Regions from separate parts of the Mus musculus genome. Here all the other regions are linked to region 3. The links are chromatin contacts, called in public promoter capture Hi-C maps. All regions are on one chromosome and are shown on one strand. Each heading gives the region's core, a stretch centred on a gene start, on an enhancer-like site or on the middle of the called end of the contact. The rest is flanking DNA. Distances are from core to core; before and after follow the strand shown.

Region 1 (3,537 bases), core at 416-2,915, 580 kb before region 3:
ACAGGGACTGCTAAGCAGTCACGGGGGATTAAGACGCTTCCCCACCAGTGCACAGCTAGGAACTGATAGGGCTGTGCTTTGGCCCAAGCTGGCTTGCTCTAGAGTCCACACAGGATCTCCTATGTTCTACTGTGAAGCCTACTAGAGATGGTCAGGCATGCTTCTCACAGACTCCTCTGATGCAAGATGAGATGGTGTGGTGCGCTGTAGTCAGGGCAGCGGATGCTGTCTTCAGCCGCCCTTATATATACCAGATCTTTAAAATTCACGTATCTTAATAGTTAACTCCAAAATGAAGAAGGAAGGTTCTCCCTCAGAGAAGTGATGCGCTTGACTGTTTCCTAATCAGAATGGAAACTTTTAAAGAATACAGGAAGTGTGCCTTTGCAGCAGCTGTGTTGTACTAAGTTAGAAGGTTATGGGTTTAGTGACATCTGTGGATGGAGAGGCATAGTGAAAAGAAAACCAAAAACCTTCATGCGCTGGCCTTCTTCCACCTCAGGTCCATGAGATTTAGGAACAGCTAAATCTCTCAATGTGATGGACCAGTCTTGATTTGTGCTGGGGAATCAGGGCAGAGTCCAAGGTCGGGCTTACAAGAGAGAAGCGGCAATAGTTGTTAGGCTGAAGTGGCAGCTGAACGGTATAGGAATAGTGGCAGCAATGGCAGGGACAGAGGGCACAGGGACAGGAGGGAGCAGGACCCAGAACATGGTGGCAGAAGTTTAAGGATTGTCTTTGACTGACGGGGCCTCTATGAACCCTGCCCTGGAGTTGCTCAAGCCCCTAGTGTCCCCCAAAGTGAGGTTTCCAGTGAAGGAAGAGAAGATGGAAGGGGGCCACAAAAGTGTGACCTCACTTGTATTCATAAAAAATGAAATCTGCCACATAACAAAATAAGCAGTATGCATGTCCCACCTGGGGCCCAGGGGCTGTTTGTGACCTGGGGAAACTGTCAATGTGACCCAAGAAATCTGCAGATGGCAACATGTTTTTGCAATGTCAAGATGCTGGACCCTCCTGCTAATTCAAAACCTGTTCAAATTTTACCATTGAAACCAAGCCCTAAATGCAAGTGTGTCAGTTTCTTCTTGGCTTTAAATGCTGGGCAGAAATCTTGTGGCTGCTGTAAGAAGAAAGGTGGTGGTACATCTTTTTAATCCCATCTTCTGAGAAGCAGAAGCAGGCAGATCTCTGTGTTCAAGGCCAGCCTGGTCTATAGGCTACGGACAAAAACAGGCTCTCCAATGAGCAGCAAGATCAGAACTTCAAGGCACAAGGACACTCACTGCATATGTCATGTATGTTCTATGACACAGTAATTCTTTGAGTCAAAAGCTGCTTGTTGTTCCCTCACTGGGACAGTCATGAGCCACAATGACTTTCTCAAGCTAGGTCTTGTTTATAATCTGCATTGTTTTTTAAGTAGTTTGTCTCTAGTTTCCCCAAAAGAGAACACTAAGGGAAAGGGAGACGATAAGCCACAGTCTGGCAAATAAAAAGCCTGGTTTTGAAACATCTATAACATGCCTGTGCACCTTTTTCAAAACCTCACCAACAATGTCACACTCTTTCGCCAGCCATAATTTCAAGCGCTGTAACTCCATAGTGATGGTGCAGGCTCTCGTTGCCATGGTGATTGTTCTGCGGTCTGAAACACCTCCATCAATGCTGCTCCTCCTAATTGCCATCACCAGTTCTTGAATCTGCGCTTTTATTATGTCATCAGGACCTAGTACTGGACCTGATTAATTACAGGTGGCCAACGTACTGACTAAACACCTCTATTAAAGCAGTCTGCCCTTTCTGCCTCCAGGCTTCATCCTGTGGGCCATAATGCCTCCTTGTCTTTTTTGATTTACTGGACTTTTTAAATTATAGAAGCAAATGCTCACTCGTTTTAGAAAAAAAAATGCCTATAACGTTAAAAGTAAATATTTCTTTCCCCACTAAAATCAGTGCTTAGTGGATTAGTGATTTAAGCATAAAATATTTTAAATCACAAGAACTTATCCTTTGCGGTGAAGAAGTTGTGCTAAGCGAGGAACAAAATCAGAAGTCATAAAAATATAATCAATGTATTTGTTCATCTAGTCTTTCAAAAGCTGCATGGGAGAATGCGACAGAGTCTAAAGAGTAATGACAAACTAGAATGTTGTATCTATAAACTAGAAAGGCATAGTGTCGAGCTTCTTCAGTTTTCAAAGAGCCTTTATAAGTCACGGTGAAAAGGATGCTCAATCCCGGAGGAAAACGGTCCAAGGCCTCTGTTGGAGGAAAAGGAGCATGACCTCACTCATGATTCATCAAATAAAACTGTGATCAAAAGTGGTTTTTTTTTTCCCTTGCTTCTCAGATTGACAAACACAGCTGTAAGATGACAACCAATGAATGCTACAAAGCTGAAGGGGAAAGCAAATGCTCTCACAGAGTGCTGGTGGGAATGGATATTGGTGTGACCACTCTGGAGAACTTGGCGATGTGTGTCAGAGTTTAAAATGCATGTCTCCTTCTACAGAAGTTTACCCTGTCAATATAGCTGGGTATGATTATTCAAAATGCATTCACAAGGATGTTTTTGCTTTACTGAATTTTGGAAAGGTGAAACAGCGGAAACTCCCAGCATCCACTAGCAGGGACAAGTTGTCTGGCAGAAAGTTCAGATGGTGGACTCATGATGTCTCTGTGGGGACAGCGAATTGGCTCTTAGTTCTCCAGTATAGTGACAAGGAACAGATAAACAGATGTATATTGAGGTGGCTGTGTGCATTGCACGAGCTTCTGAAATGAATGACAGGAAACAGTTCCCAGAGACACAGAAGCTGGCATAGAGAAAGAAAACAGCTTTCATGATCACTTTGGAGCTTGCACTCATTAATATCTTATCCACGCTTCCGTGTGAGCACTTCAGAATCAGTCAGCAGAGGTTTCCTTCGCTCTGCTGCAATAGCCAGAGATATTCTTTGCATTCATCTTTTTTCTCTGTGTATATAATAGAGATGCAAATTTGTATCTTTGACTATGCATAATTATAATTTTTATTGCTACAAAATGGAACTATCTATAGCTCTGGAAATTGCTTTTCCTGGTTTCCACCATTCACATCTCTCCATATAAAGACATCATAAAAAGACATAGTAAGAATATGCTATAACTTACTCTCCTCTCTTCTGTCCTTTCTAAAATTTTGCCTCTGCAATAAATTCTGCAGTAACTTCATTTTGTGTAACTTATTTGTGTATTGATATTTCAACCCATGTCAGTGTTAGGTTGAATGCCAATGTGGGACTCTAGTTAAAAGCATAGATACTGCCACCCAAGGAGATCAAGTCAAACCATACAAATCAGCAAAATCTTCAACTCTTACATCACCTCATATCTTACAGCTTTTAACCTCACATTACATAACATAGGTTACATTGAAAACACAGACTAAGTAGCTTAGGTAATCACACAGTCAGCCATTCATGACAAGGCAGAAAAGAATTGAAGACTTTGGAGTATATAATATAATCTAACTTCCCTTTTTAAATGACA
Region 2 (3,408 bases), core at 643-3,142, 520 kb before region 3:
GATCTCTGTCCATTTCTTTGAATAAGATAACAAGAGCCACTCTCAGGCATGCCAGGGCACCGTGAGAGCGAACTTCCTCTTCAGGAGGGTGGCAAACGCCTCCCCAGTCTTTGCGGTTCCAGCTTCTCCTTTCTGCTGAATGCTTCCAAGCTTTCCTGGGATGCTCGGGATCCATCTGCAGGGCTGTACTGTATCCACCCTCTGCACACTCCACTCCCAATCCTCAAAAATACTGCTTTTCTACCTCTCAGAGGAGAGCAGGTGCCTTCCTCTGGCCCTTGTCCGTATGTGTAAAGATGCTCCTAAGGGTTGTTTCTATGGCTATTTAAAATACCAAATATATTTGGAAATTTCCCAGGGGCACACACATGCCTGATTTTATTCTATATTCCCATGGCAACCATGCTTCCAATAAATATAGTTTATGACTATCTGTCACAAATGTGGATAGAGCTTCCTTTTCCTTCACATATATTTATAAACTATGTATTTAAGCATTTCTTGTGTTTATTTTTTTCCTTTTGTGTCTTTTATATTTTAGTTCACTTTAAATTATAGACTTAGAGGAGAATCACCCTGACAGTGAATTCTCTCTATATAGTGACTACTATTGGACCCTCTGCAATTAACTGTTAATAAAGGCTTCCAGGTCTTTGGCAGTGGGTTGTATGTTTGGTCAAAGGCCTTGACTTCTTTTATTTACACATTTTTAAATCATATTTTATGGCTCCAAAGGACCACAAAGGTTACCACAGCCTCCATCCGATGTCTTCAGAAAACCAGAGAGATTAAGAATCTTAAGGAAAGTTGTATAACTGCCTAAAAAGCAATCGAGGAATAGAACTGGGGTCTACTGACTCCAGCTGTCCTCCCTGCCCCCCACCCAAACATCCACCCCCATCCCCATGATGTCATGGTGCCTCTTAATCTCCTGGTATTTGCACTGAATGGCTGAAATCAGCCTGTGCTTGTGGAACTCCTCTGCTTACATAATGAAACTATAATTTCTGGATGTACAAAATGTTGGATGAGATTGTTGAAAAAAATCGCAACACGTCTTGCAATTGCAACTAGAAAAATGATTACTGGGATACATCGTGACACCGTGTGATCTAATTAAAAGACATACGGACAGAAACTAACAAACAATAATAATGGTTGCAAAGGTACTTGGCCTGTGCAAAGTGCTCTAGTGATCCAACCTCCGGCCCCCAAAACAGTGAATGGATGGAAAATATCATTAGTAATATAACATGCTTGACTTGGTCTGAGATGATGGAATATAGAAGAGAGCTAGACTGACTCAAAATTCGATGAGGATGGCGGGACACCACTGAAGGAGGAAATTGAGTTTGTGGGGATCAGTGTGGTTTCTTGCACTTTATTGTGCTGGGTGAAACAGATTTGCACAATGATATCCACTAGACTTGATCCAATATTCAGGGACCACTACTTTCCTTAACCAAAAAAGCCCTGAGGTCTCAGACAGGCACTGAGGGTACACTGCTATAAGGTCATTCAGGCCAGAGTTCCTGCCCTTTCCTTGGTGGCGAAGCGCTCTTGGGGTATAAAGGGCTTCCATGATGGACCCTTTCCCAGAGCCCTCTCTGGGAAGCCAATTCAACAAAATCCGAGGCGCTGTCCCCGTGTGAACCAAACCTGCATGCATTGAATAGAGGCAGCTGGCTTTGGAGAAAATGGAACTGTCTCCTGACCCGCTTTGACGGACTGCCATTCTTTCCTTGGGGGACTGAGCCGATTTCCCGGTACCACCCACTCCAGCGCTGGCCCTGTGTCCCCTCCCCCACGCAAGGGCTCAGAAGACTACAAAGAGCGCGCGGGTTGACCCAGCTGCTCCAGCACCTCCCGGGGTAACCACGGCAACCGAGGTGGTCAGGAATGCACGCTAATTGAAGGCCGTGTTCCTCCCACAGGGATGGGCAACAAGTGAGGCAAAAACAGTGAGCTGGGCTGCTTGTGAGGAGGGAGGGTAGAGCAGGCTTGGGGCCAGCCTTGGCTGGGGTGGCTGAGGGACTGGGCACTCATGAAGAGCGTCTGCCAGGCCTCATTTGGTTTTTAAGCGACGCAGGGCAATGCAAAGCTGTGTCAGGTCAGAAGTCTTTGGGTATATTTTCCAACCAGCTACCATTCCATGAAGGCACCTTCTTTCCCTGGGCTGCAGTGCTTGATTGATGTAGTTGAAGGGAGCTGTACATCCTAATGCCTCAGAAAACGGGGTGCCAAAATGAGACAACCCAAAGATAACAAAGTGTGTTGGGTCAGATAAACCCCAAGTTTATCACCATCAGGATGATTTCAAAGGGGGCTGGGACGTCAATGAGAAAATGTGAGTCTATTCTTAGCGGTCAATTCACAAGAGACTCATTAAATCTGCTTAAGAAAAAACCAACCGTTTAGCAGGAATACTTCAACATAGATTTCCTTAAAGAGGGTTCCCTCAGATTAGAGATGACACACTGGTGGGGGCATGTGGAGAGTGGCAAGAGGTAAGAGAAGGAACTAATAGCTACTGGATTTTTTTCTTAACAACCAGCCTTTGGGATGACTTTTAAGACCCCTCTCTCCTACAGATTGGGGAAACTAAGCTCGTATTAGTATACCAAGGGCTGTCTGGCCCCAAGCCTCTATGCCATGCTCACACTGGACCATGTGCAGTATCCAAGTGGACTTCCTTACACTTGGCATCTGGGATGTGTAAAGTCAGAGCATGAGTATCGTGAACTAGTCTGTATTGTAGGAGGCTCCAAAGCCTTCCCAGCCTCTCTTCACTGGGTTCATAACTCTTGGCCAGCGTGACAAGCAAAACAGGCATCCAAACACTGCCAAATGTCTCCTGCAGAGCAAGCACCCCTCTACTGAGAACCTGTGACACAGATACTTATTATCCAAGCACAGCTTTAATCCTTTTTTTTTTTTTAACTGTTCTTTCATCGCCACCAAACCACAACTTTTATCTTCATAAAGGACACAAAGTTTTAACAGGGACACAATGAAGTCATTTATGTATTTTGTGTCTTCATTGTGTGGGATCCCAGTACAGCTAAAAATACTCATGAAATTTTTTTTATCACAATTTAAATATAAATCTGAATTGAAGCAATACTGACCTGCTCTGTGGTGTCTATCAGTGAGCAAGATTAGGATTATGCAATGAGTTCCTGAAACTAAGAGAAGCTTGCCCAGAACATCAAAGGTTTGGCTCCATATCTTGGAGGGACTCTCTGCCTCTTCTCCTAGCTACAGTTTCTAAGAGGAGTTAGATGCCTGGGTAACTCCTCTGGCTCTCCTCTCTCCTTTCAATACATTTTCTCATTCTTCATAAAAACAGCAAGGGCGTCTGAGTAAATTTTAGGGCAGACCAGGCCAGGGATAGGACAAAGAGGCTGG
Region 3 (3,396 bases), core at 388-2,887:
GCAGGTGCACCACAGGTGCATTGGGTATTAATGAGTGTATGGTGTGGCCAGAGGTCAGTTTTGGAGGTCACTCCTCAGAAGCTGGAGCCATCCAACTGGCTTTTTGAGCCAGGCTCTCTCTCCCTGCGGTCTGAAGCTCACTGACTCCGCTTGGCTGGCAGGCCAGGGAGCTAGCCACCTGGCCAGTGCAAGATCACACGTGTGTGCAAGTGTGTGCAAGCCGTTGAGCCAGTGTAGGATCACATGTGCGTGCAAGCTGTCAAGATGGGTACTGAGGACCAAATACAGGTCCTCGCGCCTACATGGCAAGTATTTTACCAACTGGGCTATTTCCCTAGCCCCTAGGATTGCAGTTTTAAAAGGCAGTAGCTAATTTAAATTTGTTTAGAACAATACAGAACTCTGTGGAGGCTGAAGAAAACGGGTCTCTTCTATTCTAGCACATGGGTCCCAGTCCTGTGGCCTGTGCTTTGAAGACAAGTGGGTCTGAGGTGAACTAGGGTTGGCCCCCTGGCTTTGCGCAAATTACTTAACCTCATGTCTTCATCTGTAAACCCGGAATAGCCATGCCTGTTTCTAAGAGTTACTACAAGAGACAATGAATGAAAACAGGTGGAACCGAAAAGCCCTAGGCACATACCATGGCAAGGGCTTGGTTAAAGCGTCGGCGTCTCTTGGCTCACTGTTTACCACGACACCAAGCTTTCTCAGTTTTGCCACAGACCCTCCACCGAGTCAGGCTTCATTTCTGGGCTCCTGTGTGGCCTTTCCCTCCCAGGCTGTTTCCACCTGAGCTGTAAGCAGAGCCAGGTCCGCAGTCAACTATAATGCTGTGTAGTAGTTTCCCACTGCTGATAGGTAAAGGTAGGGAAGAGAATCTCCGAAGTCACATAAGCCAAACGCTAAACTATCCAACAATCTGTATGCCTTTAGATCACAAGAGTGCAGTTTATGCAGAGACAGCGCCTAAAGAGGACGCCTGACTATCTGAAGGGTGTGAAGTGCTCCAGGTACTGGCAAAGAATTTACCCCAAGCGCTTAGACCAGTAACAGGGTAAGTAGGAACTTCCTGGTAGTTCCCCAACATCTGGGATGCTACAACCTCCGCCTAGCCAGCGCAGGCCAGAAGAGACAGTCATGTGAGCTGGGTTCAAAAGTCTTATCTCTAAGACCCACGCTCTCCCCAGCGAGCTAAACTGGAGACGCTGGTTTCCTGCTCTGCCGGGTCTGGGAAACCGCGCCGCGCTCCCGCTCACCTGCAGGTCGCTCACGGCTTGCTGCAGTGGACTCAGGTACATGTAGGGCTCGCCCGTGCCTTCTCCCGGAGGACCGTCACTGATTGAGATGATGTCCGCGAAGGGCCAGCCGCGCACCTCCTTTATTGTGGAGATAGTGGCCAGCGAGCCCCAGTCTGAGACGTGAGTCACGAAGCGGGCCACGCGCGGCCCGTCTTCGCGGGGTGGCAGCGGAGGCAATCGCCTGTCCACGTCCCAGTCCCCGTGGTCCCGGCCTCCGCGACCCGAGGCCGGCGACACCAGTAGTGCCACCAGCGCGGGCGCCAGAAGGGCAGCAAGCAGGGAACGCGCGAGCTCAGGAGCACGGGCAGCCATGACGCTGACTGCGGAGTCCCTGCCCACCGACCAAACTCTGCCGGGGTAACTATTGCCTGCCCGTTGTTCCGCCCCTCCGAGAAAGCCAATCAGAGATGAGCAGGCAAGAGGGGGCGTGGCTCCAGTGCAACCCAGTTTCCAGAAGCATATGGTCTGTTCACCGTGTCCTGTGATCTGCTCTGTGAAGAGTGCGAATTTGCCCTAAAGAGATATTTGTTTTGCTTGTTTGATTTACAGACAGATAAATGAGGTCTAGAAGAAATTAAGCAACTTCCTAAGTCACAGTGCTAGAAAAAAGCTGCCTGCATGCACGCACACACCTCCTTTTTAATGTCTTTGAGTATGCTTGCCTGGCATCTAAGAGAACGTGAGTTTTCTGTGTGCTCTTTTCTGTTTACTGACTGTTAGCAAGCAAGCCTATATGTAGTACAGTACAGAAATACCGACATGCAGGAACTTAAAAATTCCTGGCCCAGAAGAGTCTTCAGATAAAGCCACTTTGTTAGTTTTCGGTATCCCACTCAAGACTTTGACCTTGTCCATTTGAGACCTGTCAAGTCATCTAGCTCGGTTAAATTCGTGGTTTCATGCATTTATTCTGGCAGATCCTCCAAGCCCGTGGAGGATTTTCATTCTGCTACCCTAGGGAGTTAGAAAATGTATGCAAACGTGTTTGCGTCGTTTTAAAACTGTGGCCACTGTTAGAATCTTTTAAGCCCCACCCATCCTATAGTCTGAATCAGGCCACACCTCTCTGCAGCTCTCTCTCTTCCTAACAGAGTTATGAAGCAGTCCGTGCTTAGCCGCTACTCTTTTTTCTTTCTTAAAAAAATATTAGGTATTTTCTTCATTTACATTTCAAATGCTATCCCGAAAGTCCCCTGTACCCCCCCCTCCCCTACCCACCCACTCCTACTTCTTGGCCCTGGTGTTCCCCTGTACTGGGGCATATAAAGTTTGCAAGACCAAGGGGCCTTTCTTCCCAATGATGGCCGACTAGGCTATCTTCTGCTACATATGCAGCTAGAGACACGATCTCTGGGGGTACTGGTTAGTTCATGTTGTTGTTCCACCTATAGGGTTGCAGACCCCTTCAGCTCCTTGGCAGCTCCTCTTAGTCTGTGGCACCCAGCTCCCTGTCATGTAGGCCAGGATGAACTAAATCATGGGATGTGAAACTTCCTGACACCTCTAAAATGATATAAAAATCAGGCTTAGCCTCTATTCTAGGGACTGGTGTGAGACTCCTAAAGGAGATTTCTGGAAAGATATTCTGAGGTCTGCCTCTAGCTAGCCCCCCACCCCAATCTGGCCCACTACTCTGTCTTTCTCCTGATCTCTGTCTGTCTCTCTGTCTCTCTCTCTGTCTCTGCCTCTCTCTCTCTCTCTCTCTCTCTCTCTCTCTCTCTCTCCCATTCACGTGTGTTGAGGTTTGGTCTTTTGCTATGTATTGTAATGCTAGGTTCTATATGAGAAAGTCTAGCCCTATTAGTGACTTCTCATGCTTACAAGCTTTTGTTGTACAGACCTTGTTCCTTGATTTACATCTATTGGTTAAATAAAATTGGCTGCAGCCAGTCATTGGAAGGATTAGAGGTAGGTGAGACGGGGAAAGAGGAAGAATGAAAGAGGAGGAGGAGGAGGAAGAAGAAGAGGAGAAAGAAGATGAGGAGGAAGAGGAAGAGCAGGAGGAGGAGTAGAGAAAGAGGAAGAAGAGGAGGAGGAGGTACCATGAGCACATGGTCAGGAGAAACAGCAAGTGTCTGGGGTACACCAATAGAGAGGA

The links. Promoter capture Hi-C pulls out the DNA fragments that hold promoters and counts their contacts.
Region 1: a contact with region 3 is called in a promoter capture Hi-C map of hippocampal neurons, with 5 times the contacts expected there. The contact joins the enhancer-like site here to the promoter of Creg1 in region 3. A contact is called at or near these places in 5 of 39 promoter capture datasets (the 3T3-L1 cell line, cranial neural crest, embryonic stem cells and 2 more), 1 of 15 datasets of contacts at CTCF or cohesin (large pre-B cells), 3 of 484 Hi-C or Micro-C datasets (the G1E-ER4 cell line, cerebellum and forebrain), 6 of 115 datasets of contacts at active chromatin or transcription factors (bone marrow-derived dendritic cells, embryonic basal ganglia, embryonic hindbrain and 3 more) and 1 of 9 other capture datasets (liver).
Region 2: a promoter capture Hi-C map of liver shows a contact between it and region 3, with 2.9 times the contacts expected there. The contact joins the enhancer-like site here to the promoter of Creg1 in region 3. A contact is called at or near these places in 6 of 39 promoter capture datasets (the 3T3-L1 cell line, embryonic stem cells, hippocampal neurons and 2 more), 1 of 15 datasets of contacts at CTCF or cohesin (large pre-B cells), 1 of 484 Hi-C or Micro-C datasets (liver), 7 of 115 datasets of contacts at active chromatin or transcription factors (astrocytes, bone marrow-derived macrophages, craniofacial prominence and 3 more) and 1 of 9 other capture datasets (adipose tissue).

Annotation. Positions count from the first base shown.
Region 1 is chr1:166,342,634-166,346,170 of GRCm38.p6, reverse strand. No RefSeq gene overlaps it. Among named protein-coding and RNA genes, the nearest start is that of Tada1, 35 kb to the left of the region's middle. Within about 2 kb of position 1,665, at least 43 of the 459 cell types and tissues checked have an H3K27ac peak or open chromatin away from gene starts, as enhancers often do. A contact at or near this core is called in embryonic basal ganglia and hippocampal neurons, where this site is marked.
Region 2 is chr1:166,281,280-166,284,687 of GRCm38.p6, reverse strand. All of the region lies in intron 3 of Ildr2 (immunoglobulin-like domain containing receptor 2), which reads right to left. Among named protein-coding and RNA genes, the nearest start is that of Ildr2, 29 kb to the right of the region's middle. Within about 2 kb of position 1,892, at least 121 of the 459 cell types and tissues checked have an H3K27ac peak or open chromatin away from gene starts, as enhancers often do. A contact at or near this core is called in adipose tissue, astrocytes, craniofacial prominence and 4 more, where this site is marked.
Region 3 is chr1:165,761,999-165,765,394 of GRCm38.p6, reverse strand. It overlaps Creg1 (cellular repressor of E1A-stimulated genes 1), which reads right to left and starts at 1,637. Exons shown (of 4, transcript NM_011804.3): 1 at 1,257-1,637. The coding sequence starts at 1,610.